3 separate regions of the Zea mays genome follow, and all the other regions are linked to region 1. A link is a contact called in public Hi-C data. All regions are on one chromosome and are shown on one strand. The core of a region is the stretch at or near the end of the contact, and the rest is flanking DNA. Distances in the headings are between cores, read along the strand shown. Region 1 holds the start of LOC100284552 (zinc finger CCCH type domain-containing protein ZFN-like 1). Region 2 holds the start of LOC103649960. Region 3 holds the start of LOC103649959 (probable serine/threonine-protein kinase PBL7).

Evidence for each region. Hi-C and Micro-C count contacts between places; a contact is called where the count stands out from the background.
Region 2: a Hi-C map of leaf shows a contact between it and region 1, with 4 times the contacts expected there. The contact joins the promoter of LOC103649960 here to the promoter of LOC100284552 in region 1. A contact is called at or near these places in 8 of 25 Hi-C or Micro-C datasets (bundle sheath, ear, endosperm and 2 more).
Region 3: a contact with region 1 is called in a Hi-C map of endosperm, with 6 times the contacts expected there. The contact joins the promoter of LOC103649959 here to the promoter of LOC100284552 in region 1. A contact is called at or near these places in 15 of 25 Hi-C or Micro-C datasets (bundle sheath, ear, endosperm and 5 more) and 1 of 3 datasets of contacts at active chromatin or transcription factors (seedling).

What each region holds. Positions count from the first base shown.
Region 1 is chr3:37,147,500-37,151,578 of Zm-B73-REFERENCE-NAM-5.0, reverse strand. LOC100284552 (zinc finger CCCH type domain-containing protein ZFN-like 1) reads left to right here and starts at 2,211. Exons shown (of 9, transcript NR_182079.1): 1 at 2,211-2,478; 2 at 2,586-2,779; 3 at 3,996-4,064.
Region 2 is chr3:37,364,527-37,368,605 of Zm-B73-REFERENCE-NAM-5.0, reverse strand. It overlaps LOC103649960, which reads right to left and starts at 2,316. Exons shown (of 2, transcript XM_008675654.3): 1 at 2,054-2,316; 2 at 1,176-1,904. The coding sequence starts at 1,896. The coding sequence ends at 1,453. It overlaps LOC100304334, which reads left to right. Exons shown (of 10, transcript NM_001356615.1): 10 at 1-250.
Region 3 is chr3:37,289,192-37,293,270 of Zm-B73-REFERENCE-NAM-5.0, reverse strand. It overlaps LOC103649959 (probable serine/threonine-protein kinase PBL7), which reads right to left and starts at 2,021. Exons shown (of 5, transcript XM_008675652.4): 1 at 1,522-2,021. The coding sequence starts at 1,618.

The DNA.
Region 1 (4,079 bases), core at 962-3,461:
GGACGTTCGGTCTATTTGGTCTGTTTATTAGGTTCTGAAAATTTTGGATCTCCGAATAGTATATGCCCGTGCGTTACTATGGAACCAATATAATAAAATATATTGGTATGTAAAAGCACTAAACAGCTGCTTGGTTGGGTTTATTTTGGTCCGTAACTGTTCCCACCGCAACCCAACACTGTTGCTTTTGTTTGTTTCGGACGGTTCGTGATCCATCATGGTGGGAGTCGGCTCCGCCCCGTTCCATCTTATTACCACTCCATTTGTGGTACAGTCGGAGATCTACCATCTTCTCGGTAAATGTAAAGTTGCTTTAGACATCTACCAAAACAACTTCAGAGAAGGGACAAAATAATAAAATGATTATAATGCCATCCTTCTTTCTTACCCTTTATCTGTTATATCACCTCTTCCCAAAATCACATCCACCAACAAATATCTCTTCTTTCAAACACCGCATGCTCCATGGTGAAAAGTTAAGGAGTGTTTGGTTCTATTGACTAAAGTTTTATTTAGTTTAGTTCATGTCACATCAAATATTTAGATAATAGTTATGAATATTAAATATAGGATTAATTAGGTTTAATAAATCTGTCTCGTCTTCTAGTCGTCATCTATGTAATTAAATTTATAATTTGACTATATTTAATATATATAATTATTATTTAAATATTCGATGTGACAGAGACTAAATTTTAATTGGGAAAAACCAAACAACAAATTAGTTCCACCAATCACATGTGCATCTCTATGTCCGGGTTGCACACACTCCAAAGGTAAGGACATGCACGAGGCCTAGGGTCAATCTAAGAAAAGGATTTGTTGGTCCTTGCCGTAGCAAGACACTAAGATACAAATGACACTTGAGGAAGGATTGCTAGATGAGCGGTTAGTGAGTCTTAATACCGTAGAGTATGTCTATTAGATCACCGAAAAGAATGTGAATGTCTAGAGGGGTAAATTAGGATAACTATTTTTTCACTAATCTAGCTCTCCAACTTTTTGTCTTAAACAAAACATAAGCGGATAACCAAGTGTTGATATGTGTAACTATGGTTTTGTATAATTGTTGCTATCTTTACTGCAAACAGATTTATGTAACCTAGGTTTTGTTCCTACCAACTAGCAGGTAACTAAGATAGAAAAGGTAAAACACACAAACAGAGGACGAAGAAAAAATTAGGTACGGCTCTACGCTGTATAGTATGTAGCACATAACCAATTAAATTGTAGAATAAAAATGCATAACATATATAGAAGTAGAACATTGTCTAAAATGAGAATAAATTGCTAAGAAACATATGTGCGGTAAATAATACATAATACAAAATCATACCGATAATTTTACTAGATACGTCTTGGAGACATAGGAAATTGTGCTTAAAAGGCGACTTGTGAATTATATGATTTGTGTCCATTATCACATTTCTCAGTTAAATGCCTTTTTCAACTAGGTATGGTTTGGACCTAGCCATAATTGGGCCCTTCGCCCCCCTGACAATAGGGTTTGGATATTTTTTGTTGTTGTTGCGATGTACTATTGTGTGCTATGTTACTTCATTAGGCCTTACGTGCCACGACAATCTATTGAGTTGGCTGGGTGTGAGAGGTATGAAGGAGATACTTTGGCCCAAATTAAGATAACATCATTTATTTAATTTATTTTCTATTTTCTATGTATTTCCTATTTTCAATGGTATTCAATTGAATAGCATTGAATCCAATGAGGCTCGCCCCAGATTGAATCTGTTTTGAAAGGATTTGCTTGGCAAAAAAGAACTTCAAATAACTTGAAATTAGTAGTAAAGCTATGTCAAATAACTGAATAAGGCAGTCTATCTATATGTGCTCTTATGTGGTAGAGACGTCACATTTCACTTACCTTGGCGATAGTGAAACCAATTACGTATAAAAGTCAGATTCCCATGTTAAAAAAATCCATGGAGATCACGAGTCAACAAGCAACGTAACTTGGCCCTCAAGTGCTATTACAACAGTCTTAACTCCAACCGTTATCTCAACTAACCAACGAAAACCACCATAAATCCGCCCCCTAGATAGCTTAGCTAAGCTACCTCAAGCGTGGTCCAGCAGCAAAGGCACAGGACCGAAAAAATAAACAAACCTTCCGTCGGAAAAATTAAAAGGAAAGTGAAACGAACACCTACCCCTCTGTGTATATTCCGAACAGGTGCACACGCGACACGAGCGAGACTGCGAGACACAGGCAGCGGAAAAATAGAGACAAAGAAGGGGCAGGAGCAGTGACCTGCCACACCAGAGGAAACGAGAGAGAGAAAAACAGCCCGATCTCCTCCTCCCACTCCGATCGCCCTACCGATCGCCGCCTCGTGAAGCTTCCCTGTTCCCTCCCCGCCGCCCGCGACGCCATGGAGCCGCCGCACACCGAGGAGGCCGCCGCTGCTGCAGCAGGAGGAGCAGAGGGCGGCAGCGCAAGCCCGGGCACCGGCCTCGAAGGTACTGCCTGCCTAACGGTTTCTCGGTGTCGTTCAGATCTCCGGCCGGGCGTACGGCCGCACCGGATCTCTGGTGGGTTCCCGGGTGTGACCGCGTGGCTGTTGCAGGGCCGATGCTGAGGCTGGGGCTGGACGGCGGCGGGGAGGGGGAGGACGGGGAGCTGGGGGCTGGGGAGGAGGCGGACACGTGGCTTCCAGAGCGGCCTGGCGAGGCGGACTGTGGCTACTACCTCCGCACGGGCGCCTGCGGCTTCGGGGAGCGCTGCCGCTACAACCACCCTCGCGATCGTGGCGGCACTGAGGTGAGCGCGTCGCGTCCAGAAGCCTTCACTCTCCCCGATCTGATCCGTGTCCGCGTCCGAGCTGCTTGCTGCTATCGGCGAATTGTTCCGTTTCGGGTAGATTCGCAGTGTGGTTGAGGTAGTTACTGTTTCAACTATCGTGAGGATCGAACCGTAGAAACTATTAATTTGAGTAATGTGGTTCGTTCATAGCGTGTTATGCACCGTATCGCTAGCAACTGCATTTTTGAGCTTGCTTTCTTTTATGGTTGAGACAATTGTTTCTCTTTCTTGTTTGCTTTAAATAAATTTACTACTAGTTTATCTCTATTGGCTTCCAAATAAATCCCTACTACTATTAAGAACAGAAGGTGGTCACCTGGTGCTACCACGGTTTCACCCCGCGCTGACACACGGGACCCGCCCCACGCGTCCCCGTCTCGGCATCGTGTCATGTTGGCCCCACGCTCAGCTACTGCCTGCACAGGCACCACCAGACCACACGTACCTTTGTGTTTAGAAATAAACAATAATTATATAAAAATAGTGCAAAACGAGCATTTAAAGACACACCCCTACTCTAGAAATTTGTGGCTAACCACCGACTACATATATCTTAGTGTTTAGAATTAAACAATAATTATATTTGAATGAATATCTCAATATTTATTTATATGATATATAAAAAACGTAGCAAAAAGCACGGGCAAATGGCTAGTATAGGAAGCCAATTGCTGAGCCCCTGATTTCCATTTAGATGTTGTTATGGTGATCCTGAGTTCCTGACAAGCCATGATACAACATAACAACTTACTTTTCTTCTCCCATTTTGTAGTTTTTTTCTTTGTTCCTGTGTTCAATGTGAAAAGTAGGGGAGGTCATCTTTGTATCCAAGATTTGTATTAACAAAATGCTGCTGTATTTGGTAGCTTCAAGTTATTATTTTTTAATCTTGAGTGTTTTCTGGATTAGATGCTTTATGGCCTGTTATGCTTTCAAATAATCACAACTTGGAGTGCTGCTATTACTCATTATTTGCATTTAACACCTGCAAGTCAGCTTCTGTTCCCATTTGCTAATCCTAAATGATTTAGGATATTTGAGGCCTGCTGCAACCGAATCTCTAGTTGCCAATTGCTCATGTTTTCTAATAGATTCCTAGTGCATAAATTTACAAAATTCCCTGAAATGCCAATCTGACAAATAGTTTCTTTAAAATTTATTTCAAAAATATTAGTTTGGTGGAGGTGCCAAGAATGGAGCAGCACAATACTTTCCAGAACGACAAGGGCAACCTGTATGTGAGGTACATTAACACCTT
Region 2 (4,079 bases), core at 1,067-3,566, 220 kb before region 1:
CGCTCGTAAATGTGCAGCCAGGGTGTTTTATGCTATCATTTATGTCCAGTTCGGGGCTGCTGTATATGGTGCTTTTGAACCATATTTGGAAGGTGGCTAGAAGGAAAGAACACTTTGTTTCCTCGCGACTTTGGTTGGCAATTACCCCAGTTTCATGTAATTCTGTAATACCTGTAATTTCTCTGAGAATACTGTAGTTCAATATCATGTGTAAATAAATCATCTATAAATGCATGTGAAGTTCATGTACAGTAGCTGTTAAAGAGTTATTGTAAGTCTTTGTTTGGATACTCTATTATTCACATGAATCTACATGTATTGAGGTGTATTAGGGTATAATCAATACATATGGATTGAGGTGAATACTAGAGTATGCAAACAAATCATAACTCATGAATCTTGGTACTATTGTGTAGTTTTTACTTTTTACAAATGGTGATAACGTTCTGTGCAAATAACTGGCTATTTTATCGATCATTACTGTTTGCTCTTGTTCAGTTTTTCAGTTTGCGAGTTCTACATCCTTTGACAGCAAATTTGTGCAGATATACTACTCTGCTTACGTGTCCACTACTAGTTGGCAGAAGGCATCGTACCAATGGTCAATAGGGTAAGACGAAGATTTCGTCCTCATGTTTCGTCATGACTCATTTGACTGGCCATATGGCCGCCCATATCCATGTGGTCGTTATTAGTCCTCGAGAAGATTTTTCCTTGTGCACTGTATCTGTCACGACTTGTACAGTAAAGCGACTGTACAAAAAACCGATACGCTGGTGTTGTCGTTTGCTTTGGCTACCATTTTTAGAAATTGGCCCTCGAGAACGACCTGCCTATAGCTCCGCGCTGTTTGTGGCATGCAAATTTTTCGTCCGAAATCTGCTGTGCGATTTAGATCAAAATTTGAAGAGCCAGACACTTGAGATGCGGTTATCATTGAATTAAACTGTTAGTTTAGTTTGAACTCTGAAGGCGCCTGGTAAATACTCCCTCCGTTTCATTTTAGTTGTCGCTGGATAGTGCAAAATTGAACTATCCAGCGACAACTAAAAAGAAACGGAGGGAGTATAACTATTAAACGAGCCACATAGTGCCATCCAAAAAGTGCATTGACATTGTGCTTTTGTTTAACACTCGCTCGTGCATATAAGCATATGGCAGTGTTATCAAAATTTGTCCACTTCATTAAAAAAAAAGGGTGCGGATGTTCATACTCAGGGTCAATCTATTATTTGACATATCTGCAGCCATCACCGAACTCATGATTCTGTGAAGTATTGAACCAGAACCTTGAAGCTTATGCTAACAAGACCGAGGACTTGCTGCGTGGTCGTAGACTCGTAGCTCACAATTCACGTCCCACTCCCAGTGTACATTACATTACTTGCAGCCGTTGTACCAACTAGTCAATATACTGACTGACGCTTGTTTGGTGCATGTCATCGCAACGCTTCAAAGGAAAAAAAAAAGAAGTGCTTTCGAAGAGCAGTTGACCCAGAGAGACGGAGATACTTCAACAACTATAACAAGGACAAGGACGCGCATCCAGGCATCGCTCTTGAGCTTGCCCGCTTGCAGCTGAAGGCCCCTCTGCACCGCCATTCCCCAGGCTGCGAGTCCGTCCATGGGGAAGGTGTGCCTGCTCACCGTCGACGAGAGCATCCTCGTGGCGTTGGCCCTCGTCGCCGTCGCCGCCTTGATGCTCGTCGCCCTCTTGCTGCCCCCGCCGCGCCGCCGCGGCTTCTTCTGAGAGCACGGCCACGGGCCATGGCCGGGCGTGCCGTTGGTCCGGTTCGGAGTCGTGGTGAGTGATCGGTTCAGAGTCGCTGTGACCCGCCAGTAGTGCCATGCCTCGTCGATCTGGAACTGCTTGCGTGTTTGTACGCCGGGTAGCATCTGTTGCTCTGTAAACCATCATGCATATGACAGTTCATGTATGTGGGTGTGGGATCGTCTTGTACAAGTTCATGGTATATGTATATGTGCAGAGAGCGACCAAAGTATCCCCCCTCGATACCGATCGTATTTACCCGCGCATGCGCAGCAGACGCACCAGTAGAGTAGTGCGGCGGTTAGCATCAGCGTCTCCTTCTTCCTCTTTTTTTACCAGGGCAGGGGGCAGCGGATTGAAGACGTGTTTGACAAGAGCAGCAAAGACGCGCGCGGCCAGACCGGCGCGGGAGAGCGCGGTGGGGTGGGGGCTAGCTACAGCGAGTGCAGGGGGCAAGCGGCCAGAGGCCATAGCTGCTTTGGGACCACAAACAGACGCGAACAATCGCCTATGAGTTTTTAGAGCACAAGTCCATTACATATTGTCTGAGCAGTGCGGAGGCTACGAGCCACGGTCCTCCGCAGGTGTTGATAGAGACCTGACCTGATAATCCGAACGACACAGCAACCAGACTGCTCTAAGATTGTTGCTGATCTTGTGTTTTGGCATGTAATCGAGCTGTTTCGTTTTCGTAGAATACACACGACAATCGCCTAATTTTGTACTTCATCCGTTCCAAACACCTGTACAACAGATAAAATAAGGTAAACAAAACCCGCTTTAAAACGGTTGTACAGAGGAATAAGATGAAAACAAACTGCCCCAGTTTTTTCAAATTCCTCCCCCGGTCGCTGACATCGCGGGCCACAGGCGGAGCTGCTGCGAACGCGCGGGTTGGCAGGGTTGCCGCGCCCGCTGCTCCGAGGAGCGGCCGAGAGCAGGCTCCTCGAAATGGCCGAGCAGACATGCGCACGGACGCATGAGAAATAAGAACGACGGAGATCAAGGAAACCAGAAGAGAATAAAAAAGGTATGTGAGGCATATGGCTGGCAGGCCTATCGCCATATCAGCTAAAGGCGGTCTATATAGTTCATATTATCAGTTTTTTTATCTATAACGCTCTAGTGCATAATTTTTATCATCAGTCTATAGTTACTCAATCGCTGGATTAGCTTTATTTTACAGACTTTTAGTTGACATTAAACACTAAATTTTAATAAAATTCAAATACATCTAATTATGTAATCAAGCGAAAATTGCATAATTCACAACAACAATTAAAAATTATATAACTCAAGCATAATAATAAAATATATAATTTAAAAATAAAGTTACAAAACATAAACATAAATATTATAATTCATAAATAATATAGTTTATATATTAGATTCACAATTTTTATTGAGTTTTTTCCGAGTTTTTGGACTTGATAAAGTAAAAAAATAGTTAACTGTCGTGGCGCACGCGTGGACCAATCAAAACATGCCACCGATCACTAAAGTCGGTCGTCACCGATCGATTAGTCCAATGCAATGGTTGATACTGACCAATCGATACCAACCGGTTCGACTCCAACGTAGACGGTATCAACCGGTTCGGACAGTCAAACACTGTGGTCGACCATAAGGTAGGAGTCGCTACCGACTCGCGTTGCACCCAGCCTAAAGGGAGTGCACTGTCTCTGTAACTTGGAGCTTTGTTTTCTTTGGAGATTTAGTTTTGAGAGGTACTATTAGATATGTATTATGTATAGATACACAATTAGAAACTATATATATTTAAAGAAGTTAAACGATGTATAATTTACATGGCATCTTCAACAAGGCCTACAAGACGATAACCAGAAGGCAATGTGTAACTGCAAGCAAGCCCAAATTGTGGGTTTTGGTGATAATAACTATACAATTAGAGGATTAATCTTGTTTACCAAGCATTGTGACACGAAAAGCAAAAAAGGAGAATGCTCATGACAAAGGAAGCATCCCAAAACCCAATATAATCTATTGTATGCTTTTATCTTACTAGATGAGTGCCCCGTGCGTTGCAACGGAAACACACAATACCATGATAACTTATATATATAATGTGTCTTATATTGTTATAAGAAAATGTTTCATAATTCATTTGTGATCCTAGCCATATATAAATTTTGTTATTTTAATTTAACTGTTTCACTACTACATTACAACCATCAGTATCATACAGACTTCGATATATACCATGATTTGCATGGTCTCATCATTGGAGAGCACGTGCCACACCTATCGGTAGAAGTTCTCTCGTACATCGTCAGTCATCAGGCACGCA
Region 3 (4,079 bases), core at 772-3,271, 140 kb before region 1:
TAACAAGGATTTTTTGGTCCACGCCTGCCATGGCCTCACGCGGTTTTCTATTCATTGTATAAACTCAAAGATACATGCAAAGGGATAAGGGCCAGCCAAGTCACTCGGCCAGCACTCATCCATGATGCTAAACTCACGCCACTACTAATGATCATGCACACACCAATAAAGACTTAAACCGGCTGATTGGATGGACGGACGAGCAGCGCCTGGCTCTAGCGAGCGTGGCCCACCAGAACCTGAACGCCGGAGCGTATGCACACATACAGTAAAGGGATATATTTTTTACCTATGCTGCATTTGCGGGTGTAGGCTCAGTCTGACTCTATACAGTTAATCAAACAGCGGCTGCTTTTTAGTCAATGCACGCGCTCAGTCCGGACGAATATGTGCAGCATACCAATCACAAGGAAAGAGACTAATGGCTGCATGCAGCTACTACTCTCCTGATCATGTCTATCTTGTGTGCACTCCACACGTGTATGCACTTGACACGGCATGGTCTCTAGTGCTGGGAATTGAGCTAAGCCGGACCAAAGGCCATCGTGTTTTAGGCCTAACGGGCTCAAGTTAAGAAGGCCTAAATTTTTTTTGATTATACCATGCAAGCCTAAATAGTAGAAATAGTGGATCAGCATAGCCCTAAAGCACGTCATGCCTACGTTGGACCGTGCCGACCTAAGCCTAAGTATATATTTGAATCACATAAAATTCAAATATTACAACCACATAAAGTCTATAGCTTACTAAATTAACGATATTAAACAATGCTAACGTCATTTGACCACATAAAGTTCAAATATTACAACGATATAAAGTCTATAAATTACTAAATTAAAGAAATTAAACAATATTAACTTTAATAGGTTATGTAGATCCAAGCCTGACTCATGTGCTCGTGCTGGCCCAAAAAGTCTCGGTCCATATTCTCAGTGACAGTCTCACACACCATGACCATGAGTATGTAACCGCTCAAGGCAACAACAGCGTACTAGTCTCACACGTTTTGCTGCTACGCACTTGATCAGCCACAGCCTATTGTTTCTAGCTACACAATGGCAAGATTAAATCTAACAGCCTTGGTTGCTAAAGGAATTCGTCCGCGAGGCTGGGTGCCGTGTGATAAAGAAAAGGTTGACCATGCTATTCAGAATAAAAAAAAAAGTTCATGATGGCTGAGTATGAGTACAATTCTTCACTCGCGTAAATAAACAACTAAAAACCGGTTACGCTACCAAGTTCACGAATCAGTAGACTTGGTTTTATTTTCATTTTGTAGAATTAAACGTCCCTCTGACAGCAAGCGCGAGTTCAGCTTCACAGGAAGCATGGTACCGGAGTATAGTATCAGGGCCACACATACCGCGAACAAGCTAGTATCAGAACGAAGCACCAAGAAACGAGAATTTCCTAGCCAGACGAACTGACGAAGTATGCTTGCTACAACTAACGAAGGCAAAAGCAGGAAACATAACGCAAGAAAGAAAGAATTTTTTTTGAAGCATGAGCATCGCCCGTCACCTGAGGCGACCTGGTGGTTGATTCTGAACTGCTCCCCCTCCTTCTCGTCGTCGTCCCCGTCCTGAGGGCATCGGCACAAGCACGCCAAGAAGCCCATCTCTCATCACCCGAATCAACGCCTACAGCAGGAGAAGGAGAACACGAAGCAAAAAAAAATCCCCAATCCTGTTAGGCTGCTGCTGCTGCTGCTCGGACGGGGGCTTTGGGTCGCCGGGGGTATCAACAGAGGACTCGCGCAGCTGCCGAGGAATGTATCAATTTTTTTCCTGGTGCGCCCAGAAGGAGATGGGGGGAAAAGCGGAGAAGACTGATGAGGATAGCAGCGTGCGGCCTAAAAGATTTGAAAACATGTTAAAAAAAACCGACGGAAAGCGGAGGACGGAAAACGGCGCCGAGGGAAGGCGGAAAAGTCAGCATCGATGGGACGTCGGAGACTCACTAGTGGCAGGAAAGATTAATTGCTAATTGAAGGGGTTTAGTATAGTTTTGCTTGACGAATTGTGAAGGTATAGTTATGTATGGAGTTGTTTATTTGGGGTCAACCTATAAAAAGTAGGTACACGAAGGACTCTTGTTCCAATTTCGAGCCAAATGCGTTCGTCCAAAACACTATTCCCTGTACTGTTTCAGGAAACTAAAATACAATTTTTTTTAAAATAAAGACTTTGTGAATCAAGTGCGGATTTTCACTCTGCACTGCAAAAGTCCATAGAACAACACGTACATCTAGAGAAACACGAGCGAGCAGGCCGGGTCGTTTTTGGTACTCGCTTTGAAAATCAAGTTAAAAAAACTCATCTTATTATTAGTCACCAGTGTGGTAAATATTGACTGCTGGTCAGTTAGAAAACAACTAGGACGAACGGATCATTTTTTTCCGTTAGGTTTTTACTTTGTTCAAAAGGTTTGGCCCATCTCCATCACTACCATAGCACCTAGTGCGGCAGGGCAAAATGGGTATTTTATCTAAAAGAAAGGATAGCTTTTGGTTGGACAATAAAGGGGGGAAATGTGTGATTATATTTTTCTTACACGGATCACAAAAGGTTGCTGTTGTTATCGCTCACATAGACCGTTCTTTACAGTAAAAAAAAGACAGCACTCCCAGAAAGGATGGGGCATGTAGTTGACAAGTCAAGAACGGGTGACGGGTCGCTACAGTGCTACGTGCATTACGGTTAAGCTTATCCTTATCCACCGATTAAGACATGGAGCAGGAGCGGGTTTAGAGCGCCATGATTCTACTAATAAATACGTATATCCATTATTGTTAGGCGTGCTTTCCAGCCTAACCCCCGTTCCACCCTCACCCTCGTGCAGACGGGCCCAACTATGTTCGGTTCTACCCCAATCCATATGGATTGAGAGGGATTGAGGGGGATTCAATCCCTATTAAGTCAAAATCCCCTTCAATCCGTATCAATCCCCTTCAATCCATATGGATTGAAAATAACCGAACAAGCCCTCGATTGTTATTGAACGACGACAACCAACCTGCTGCATCCGGAGGACACCCAGGTGCGCGGCCGCACCGTGAAGGCGACCTCCGGTGCCACTGTTGTCCGCGTGCACGGCGCGAAAAGGACGGCCATTCGGGGGGCCCGGGCAGGCGCCGCGCGGCGAAGGGTGTGGACTGTGTGAACCGTGGTGGGGTCGGCAGATCCCGGCCGCCTTCTTCTAGTATGTCCCGGGTCCCGGGGCCCGTTGTCTGCTCGTCGGCTTTTCAGAGCAAGCAGCGTGTCCCGGTGGCCTTCGCGCGACGCCACCCACCCACCTGTCCGGCGCCCGCGACGCCCGGCTGCCTGCCTGCCTGGGGTGGAAGTGGACGCACAGTGCCATACTGGACAAGAGCAACGCACCCATTTCGCACTGTATCGTTCGGAGTTCGGACAGTCGGCAAGACGCAAGATCGGTTGCAGTTGTATTGTTGTTTTCGCACGTGAATGGCTGGCTACACGGGGCCGGTCAGTGACTGGCGGTGGCACACGATAGTGAGACATCGTACGGCGCTAGGGCTCGGGCTCATTCTTAGTGTTGAGCCGGTCCGAACCGAGCCGAGCTGCTGCGAGTCCGAGCCAGCTCGTCGAGCTCGAGGTTTTTTTCCAAGCCCTATCGTACCCCCAGCTGCCTTTTCTTAATTTGGATGGTTGGTTTACGTTATTATATATATTGCACAATATAAACGTGTCACACCAGGTTCTCCAGTCGTGTGCCGTATTAGTAAGCGGGGCCAGAAAAGGGCGCGGCTGCTGGATGGGCCAGCGAACAGAGGTTGGGCTACCTGAATTTTGACCAAATCCTAGTGTTTGGGACCCGGCCCATGAACTTCAGCTGCTACCAAATAAAGTGCCGTGGTGCTGCACGCCCAGCCTTTGTGTTTAGCTCAGGTTGTAGACAAATACTTCTACTACTAAAAAACACTAACCAAACGGGTAAACATATAGAATCATCAATAAATAGATATATATATATATATAAACACCAGCTTTCCCGTATTAGCCATTTTACAGCTCACAACTGAACTAGATAGGTCCACACTTTTCTCTGTTCCTGAAACA